Linked DNA regions of Hordeum vulgare: region 1 is linked to region 2. Evidence: chromatin contacts called from public Hi-C data. All regions are on one chromosome and are shown on one strand. Each heading gives the region's core, a stretch centred on a gene start, on an enhancer-like site or on the middle of the called end of the contact. The rest is flanking DNA. Distances are from core to core; before and after follow the strand shown. Region 1 holds the start of LOC123403510. Region 2 has its middle 140 kb from the start of LOC123403510.

Region 1 (4,124 bases), core at 1,196-3,695, 140 kb before region 2:
GACTAACCGTCTGATACAGCGATGATCTGATCTGATATTTGACTGACCATCCACTGTCCCCTTTTCCTTTTTCTTGATTTGTTTATAAATTCTTGAGCATTAGGCAGAAGCACAAGAGCTCAATTGCCAAGATAATCTTCAAACTACACTGGTACTGCAAAAAAAAAAAATTGGAATTAGCAACTCAGATGGAGTTCATACCCTAATCTAGTTCTCCTCAACAACAAATATTATGATACAGAGGGAGTAGAACTTAACATGACTCTAAAAAAGCAATATTAAATGCATATTGGAATAAACCAGTGCCGATCAACTGAAAGAACAAATCAGGAATTTCTCATAACAAAAATAAAAACAAAAAAGAGTTACCAGTTTAACCAGCACACAACTTCCTAAAAGAATAAATCATTGGCTCGTGAAGATTGGCTCGTGAAGAGGATGTTAAGTTGCTCAAACTACTCTGCCCTGCCTGCCTGTTTTTTTGAGGCTACAAGAACCTGCCCTGCCTGCTTGTTTTTTTTTTGTGGGGCCGTGGTCGTCCCACTGGTCTGATTTGATCTGGCTCCACTCGAACCACAGAAAATCTTGGAATCTAACACAATCATTCAAAGGAGGACTAAACTAGTACTAGTAGACAAACAAAGGTCTGTGGTAGAGTGAATATTCATGAGATGCAGTTCAACTTGACCAGAGAAGTGAAATGAGTACGGAGATCCAAAAGTTAGGAATGACTGGATATGACCAAAAAAAATCAATCAAAACCTCCTTGCAAAATTGAAGTTCCTTTTCGGCGAATCCAAATCCTTACATGGTTCATAGAAAGTGGATGGGAAGGTATAACAAACTGGCACAAATGAACTTATTTGGTAGACAGGATGCCAATTGTACCATAGCATATTTGATTAATGAAAGCTCTCTTTTCACCAAAAAGAATCCTCTATCGTCAGAATATCATGACATAAAAGGGCGTGTCAAGCACACAATAGAATAAGTCAAAGCCTCCTTTGCATAGGAGCCACATACTGGTAGGCTAAATTTAGTCGAGCAATTTGTGCAATATTTGAACCTTTATGACAGCGAATCCTCTCGACCCCTATTGAGCAGATGACAGAATCACGCAATAAAATCCCCTAGTTCATACCGATCGATAAATCTGCGAAACACACCGTATTATATAACTAGCGGATTTGGTTAGGTTAGTCCAAGTCGTACCTAATAGCTACAGCTTTAAAATATTACCCCTCCAAGTAGAACCATCTTGCATGGTCAACATTCATAACCACACGCATATTTTCAAGGATAATTCGAAGTTTTTTTGAAATTATCAGGATAATTCGAAGTGTTTATTCAGTTTACTAGACGGTCTGATGTTCCAGGATTTGTTGCCGTGGGAAAGAGCACCAGAGTTAGGGGATGCTACCTTTGTAACTCCAAATCTAGCCGAGGTCACCTTGACCACACGTTGGCTTACACGAGAGACGAGACAGATTGGCGGTTCTCTACCCAAGAAATTGGTACTCTAGCAGGACTAGGTGGTACCATATGTGAGACATGTCCTGAGACGACTTGAAAGAGACACAGGGCAAGACAATTTTTACCCTACTTACAAGAAACGACCCAGTGGAATTATAATGGAAAAATTATATATGATGTACTCTAAAATGAAAACACAGGACAAACTATGATCTACTCTAAAATGGAAGGAAACAAAACACTGTGGCTTGCCATATCTGCTAGCAAGATCGAATAGCAAACCGTACCTTAGCTGTGTACCACCTGAACAAAAGGGAGAGAAAAATATAGAGCTGTTTGCTCCTACCACATACTCATCATATATAACCGTGGATGTGGATAAACCCAATTGTAAACGAAATCCCACCGATTAAAGAAGAGGGGAAATGAGATCTAAGTAAGCTTATACGGCTGAATTCCCATAATCACAACATCCAGTGCAGAAACCTCAAAACAATCGATGAAGGGGGCGGGACTCTCTGAATCAAGAATCCATTCGCCAAGGGAATATGTATGGACAGTCGGACAAGAAACACGCAAGCAAACAAACAAGGAACGGAAAGGAAAGCAAGACGGAGCAGAGCACCAAATCCTGGAGGAGGTAAGAAGAGGCTGCTCAGGGAGAAGGGCGGGGAATCACCTAGGATCTATCTCAATGGAGGAGATGGAGGAGGAGACCCTGCTGTCTTTGCGCAGAGAGAGAGAAAGAGAGAGAGAGAGATTCTGTTTTGTTGGAGAGAGAGAGAGAGGGGGGTTGGAGGGAGAGAGATTCTGTTAGACAAGGAGGGAGGGCGCGTGTATATGGTATCAGGCCGATGGAGTCTGGTTGTATCCTCGTGGGTGCGCTACCGCTACGTCACATGACGGTGCCGGTTGGCCTCCCACACGGCGCTTTCTTTTCCACGCACGCACGCACCTAGTACCTGGCTCCGCTCGGCCCGCGGCGCAGCCGAGCTGGCTTAAATGACTGCCTGATTGGCCGATCTCCCTCTCATTGTTTGTATGGTGCACATTTCGTTGGGGTACGCTTCGCGAGGGCCCCCGCTATGGTGGATTCTTCTTCCTTCCCAGGAGTGTTTGCTTTTGTGCAAGTGTGACAGCACGTTGGGTAGGTAATTTGAGGCGGAAATTTGATGGCGATGTCTTCAGCATCTGCATCTGATTACTAGTCAAGTTTTTTTTTTTTTTTTTTTTTTTTTTTTTTTTTTTTGCGGGGGATGATTACTAGTAGTACGTACGAGTCAGGTTAAAGGCAGGCAAGTCATTGTTTTGATCCTAATTGTGTACAACGCCTATGAGATTTGACGTTTCACGAGTTTCTCAGGTTTGGGAACTCGAGGTCTAAGGACCATCCAACCAGTGAAGGATCTTGTGTTGTTGGTACTCATTTTTCATTCTACTTCCTTAACGAAGAAACATGATTTTTTTTTCTTGTTGTTGTTGAGGGGGAACGAAGAAACATGATTCGCAGAAGCTTCTATTACTGGTTTTAAATACAGGGCCATTAAGAAAAATATAATTTTTTAATCAATACTAGCACAAATGCCGTGCGTTGCAATGAGAGACATTGCCACATGGCTCATGCTTCAACTTATTTTCGTCCGTCCCGTTTACTCGTCCGAGTTTGTTATGAACATCTCCTTCCCCGTCTCTAGTGGATCATCATGTACCTAGGTAGCGAGCTTCTTCACTTTCATAAATGCAGCCTTCAGTTGAAATGTGATGTTTCGTCGTGTATGTTGTCTTCTTAGAAGGGATAGACGTAGAGCACGTAATATGGTCATTGCACACATAAAAATTTAATCAACTAGCTACAATTTTTTTTTCAATGCAAGCATGTCTTAGGAAGGAATATTTCTTCATTTCCCCTTTTAATTGCCCACCATATTTCTTAAGCATTCATTAGGGAATCTCGTCTCTTAATTATCCCACATGTAGTACTGATTCCTCCTTGTTTAATTGCCCACCATATTTATCCTTCATGTTTTATTTTCTTCTTCTTTCGAAGATCCTTCCTTGCTTCAATCCTACCTTTCTGGACACTCACTCGTTATCCTTCGATCACCATTTTTTTTCTTTTTTTTCTTATTTCGAAGATCCTTCCTTGCTTCAATACTTCCTTTCTGGGCACCCACTCGTTATCTTTCGATCATCAATTTCCAAGCCGACTTATTAAGGTGATTGATGACGGGTAACTTGAACATGTATATAAATTCATGGTTGTGTTTGCAAAAAGGCAAGGTGGTACTAATTGATAAGAAGAGCAACCGCGGCCAATCGCGGCTTGGCGGTCTCCTTTGCCCGACCGCCTCTCGCTCCTCTCGCTCTCTTCTCCCAGCGCCTACATCTAGCCGTGGCTCCACACTTCGGCACCGCTCCTCGCCTCCCCCACCACACACCTCGTGTAGTCGCCACTAGATGCCCCGGAGCCCGCAACCGCAGCCCCACACGTCGCGACCTGCACCTACCCGCCGCTGGCTGCGCGTGCAGCCATGGCCTCGCCTGCCGCCAGCGCCTCGCCGACCCCGCCACCTCCAGGAGCTCCGATCACCGCCGGCGCCTCCAGCAGGCCGGTGCCCCGCTGCCCTCTCCCTCTCCTTCACGTGCTCTCT
Region 2 (4,026 bases), core at 119-2,618:
GGAATCACAGAAACATATCTTAGGAATTTGAATTAATTTAACTACTATTTGCATTGGGTATATATTTCCTATAAATGAAATACTCGTCCAATGTCCCTTAGATTTATTATGTAGCATTGGATAATTCCACTTAGTCCACATATAAATTTTGAGAATTTTACAAAATGGTTTGATCTAAAAATCAAATCCAAAATAGTTGCAGAAATAGAAAACAGAAGGAAATAAAAAAAAAACTACCTCGCGCTTACCTCGGCCTAGTTCTATGCAGCCCAGCCGAGCTGGCGAGCCAGTCGTCTCCTTCCTTTGGACAGGAGGACGAGCGCGTGGCCGACGCACGCGCACGCTCCGTGCGCCACGCCGCAGCTGCATGCCTGCGTCCCCCTCCACGTCCTCCTTGTGGATAGCTTCTCGGGAGTCGTCCCGATCGAGCCGACCCCCTCTCTCTTCCCCCTCGCCTCTCCCTCACGCTCATGTCGCCATGGCCAAAGCCATCGCTGACTCGCTGTCGTCGCCCCGGTAGCCATCGAGTCCCCCTTGCACTTCCCCCGTGTACAGAAGAACCGAAACATCGTCCCCGACCTCCTCACTGAGCCAAGCAACCAAAGGAGACCTCTGTCGTCTCCATCGACATCGTCTTCAAGCCCCGGCGCCGGCGCTCCTCTCCGACGATTTGCAGCCATGTGCGCCTCCCCGAGCTCGCCGTTTGTCTCATCCAGCCCAGTGTGAGCTCATGCGTCGAACCCCCTAACCCCATGGCTTGTCCCTAGCCATAGACGTCGCCCCCTTGCTGACCGTAGTACGTTGTCGCCGAGCTCGTCGCCGGCACAGCTCCGGTGACCTTCGGGTCCCGTGCGCGTACCTGTTGGGTTCACGTGTGTGCGTAGAATTGTTTGGTGCTAGCCGTTACCCGTGTTGTGCACCACAACGCCGAAACCGCCAAGTCTCGATCTTCGACTGCCGCCTTTGATCTCGTCCCCGTTGATTCCGGCCACTCCTGGCCCGACAACCACCACCATCTGACGAGCCGCAACGCCAGCGTTCCTTAGCACCCAACCACGCTCCGCAACGCCAGCGTTCCATAGCACCCAACCACGCGCCAAACGATGCACCATAGGAGGTTCTCTGACGGCCTTCGCCACATCTGGTGGTCGCCGGCGGCTAACTCCAGCTGAACGTTGGTTATATGACATGGCGTCATTAGTTTAGGGTTAAAACACGATTAGTTAAAGCTCTGAGGCACTGACCACCGGGCCCCATGTGTCAGGTGATTAGCTTAGTGGTAGCTGCCACTTAATTAATCTCCCGTGAGCATGACAGGCGGGCCCTAGCCTGTTAATAAATCTAGATAGGTCTTAGTTAAAACCCATTAGCATCTGTGTCACTGATGTGTGGAGCCCACACGTTAGGTTTGACCTGGACCCAGCGTGTTGACCAGCTATCGTCATGATGACCTAATGCTGATGCGGTTGTTGATTTTCTGATTTTAAAACTATTCTAGAAATTCCAGACAATACCTAAAACTTCTAAAATTCATAGAAAATAATCTATAACTCCAATAAAAATAAATTATATATAAAAAATTACCAGAAAAATGTAATGAATCTGTTTAGCCCATGTTCATGCATGTTTAAACAAGTTAACATCATCAAGTAGAAAATTTCATGATTAGGACCAATTTGATAAATAGTTTGGAATTGGAATTTGATGTCTAGTTGAATTCCACTTCAATTAATATGACCAAATATTTAGCTAAGAGAATTCACTACCTTAACATGCCATATCATACATTATGTTGGCTACATTGCATTAAATGTGTTCTTTTCTTGTTTTGTAGGTGTTGTTCCTTATTGATAGACGATGGTTCCGACGATGTGATCGTTGAAATTAATGAAGAGAAGTACTATCTTCAGAACTGTCAGGCAAGCAACCCTCCTGAGCATACTGATATAAACCCACTCTCTCACTCCTGCTCTCTTTTACTGCATTAGGACAATGATGATTCAATTGCTACATGTTTCCGTAGTTGAACCCATTCCTCTGCATGACCTGTTTTTTGCCACAGTAAATAGTTGAAACCACTTAGCATGAGTAGCAACTCCTTGAGCTTTGATGTGCCTACTCATCCATGCTTGCTTACTATGCCTGCTTGCTTAGACTCGTGTCTGGTCTGATCCATGTGGATGATGAATCAGAATGGTTGTCTTCATGTCCTACTGTGTGAGAGTTAGGTGTGTGAATCCGGTTTGGTAAAGGTAGCAATGAGAGGCCATGTAGGAATACATGACGGGTTGTTTCATTGGGACCGTCCTAAAGAACTGTGTTTTGTGTATGTTATCCAAGACAAGATACTACCACACATTGGGATGCTTAATTGACCCTCTTGAATTATTGAACGCCTAGATCTCTGTCTAGGAGTTGCAACTAGTTTCTAGTGTTTGTAGGAAAAGTGTTGGCAGTCGTGTTTAGCTCTGCCCGACGGGGTAGGCTTCAGTGCGGTAGATCCACAGTGGCACGGTGTACCAAGTGGCACCCGGATGGTGGGCTTGTGGAACCCTGCACAAATCGTTTGAGGTTGTAGAGGAAACTTCAGCCGGACTTCCTTGCTGGTTCAGTCTCAAATAGGTGATAAACCTGGACTAGTGTCTTGTGTGATTAATGGTCGTGGCCGACGCCCACGCCAGTGCTTGCGCTTGAAGGTTGTCGGGATGCATGACGTGCATATGGTGATAAGTAGTGAGAGCGTGTGTGAAGAAGTATACCCCTGCAGGGTGAATTAATCTGTTCGAATAGTCGCGTCCTCGGATATGGACTACTTGGAAACATTATGTGGTACATAGAAAACTTGAAATGGATACTCTAAAATACGCAAGATAAGCTTGAGTGCTATGGATGGCATTTTCGAAGGGAGACGGGAATGGATCCATAGTGGTGTATTGATTTGGTGAATATGTGGACTCGTGTGCGCTACCCCACCTCAGAGAAAGTGTTCGTGGTCGTAGTACTGGTTAGCCAAGAGTCAAAGCTAGCTTGCTGCAATTAAACTCCACAACCACTTTGCTGACATTGTTGCATATGTAATAGTTCTGATGTAATTCTTGATGAGTACCTTTGTACTCACGGTTTCTTATTTATGCTTTTGCAGATGAGACCTTAGCCTCACTATTATCTCTACGCGATGTGTTCAATGTTAACCGGAATAGCTTGGTAATCCGAGACAGAGGTCTGGCTCCTTTGGTAGGGTCGTTGTAGATTTTCACGCTCCTCCAGCCACTTTTAGTAGATGTCTATACGCAAACATATTATGCTTCCGCTTGACACTTGTATGACTTGAGTGTTGGGTCATGTGACCCCTATTTGTAATATCACACTGTGTTGATTCTTATGAGTCTTTAATAAATACTTGAGTTGTAGAGTTGTGTTGTGATGCCATGTTGTATCTATACTTATCATGCATATTGTGTGTATGCTTTGAAATGAATTGGTATGTGTGGGATTCGGCACCTAGTTGTATGACTTTAGTAGCCTTCTTTACAGGGAAATGCCTCTTTGTGCTTCCACTGAGCCTTGGTAGCTTGCTACTGCTCTGGACACATTGATTGACCGGCATGTATGCTTCTTTGTTGTTGTGTCTATCCCTACGGGAAATGTCACGCGGTGTAATTGTTGGGGAACGTCGCATGGGAAACAAAAAATTTCCTACGCGCACGAAGACCTATCATGGTGATGTCCATCTACGAGAGGGGATGAGTGATCTACGTACCCTTGTAGATCGTACAGCAGAAGCGTTAGAGAACGCGGTTGATGTAGTGGAACGTCCTCACGTCCCTCGATCCGCCCCGCGAACAATCCCGCGATCAGTCCCACGATCTAGTACCGAACGGACGGCACCTCCGCGTTCAGCACACGTACAGCTCGACGATGATCTCGGCCTTCTTGATCCAGCAAGAGAGACGGAGAGGTAGAAGAGTTCTCCGGCAGCGTGACGGCGCTCCGGAGGTTGGTGATGACCTTGTCTCAGCAGGGCTC

Evidence for each region. A called contact is a pair of places that touch in the nucleus more often than the background predicts.
Region 1: a contact with region 2 is called in a Hi-C map of leaf, with 5 times the contacts expected there. The contact joins the promoter of LOC123403510 here to the enhancer-like site in region 2. A contact is called at or near these places in 3 of 6 Hi-C or Micro-C datasets (leaf and seedling).

Annotation. Positions count from the first base shown.
Region 1 is chr6H:314,777,350-314,781,473 of MorexV3_pseudomolecules_assembly, reverse strand. It overlaps LOC123403510, which reads right to left and starts at 2,445. Exons shown (of 2, transcript XM_045097441.1): 1 at 2,153-2,445; 2 at 1-154.
Region 2 is chr6H:314,638,718-314,642,743 of MorexV3_pseudomolecules_assembly, reverse strand. No RefSeq gene overlaps it. Among protein-coding and RNA genes, the nearest start is that of LOC123403510, 140 kb to the left of the region's middle. Within about 2 kb of position 1,368, at least 3 of the 3 cell types and tissues checked have open chromatin away from gene starts, as enhancers often do. A contact at or near this core is called in leaf and seedling, where this site is marked.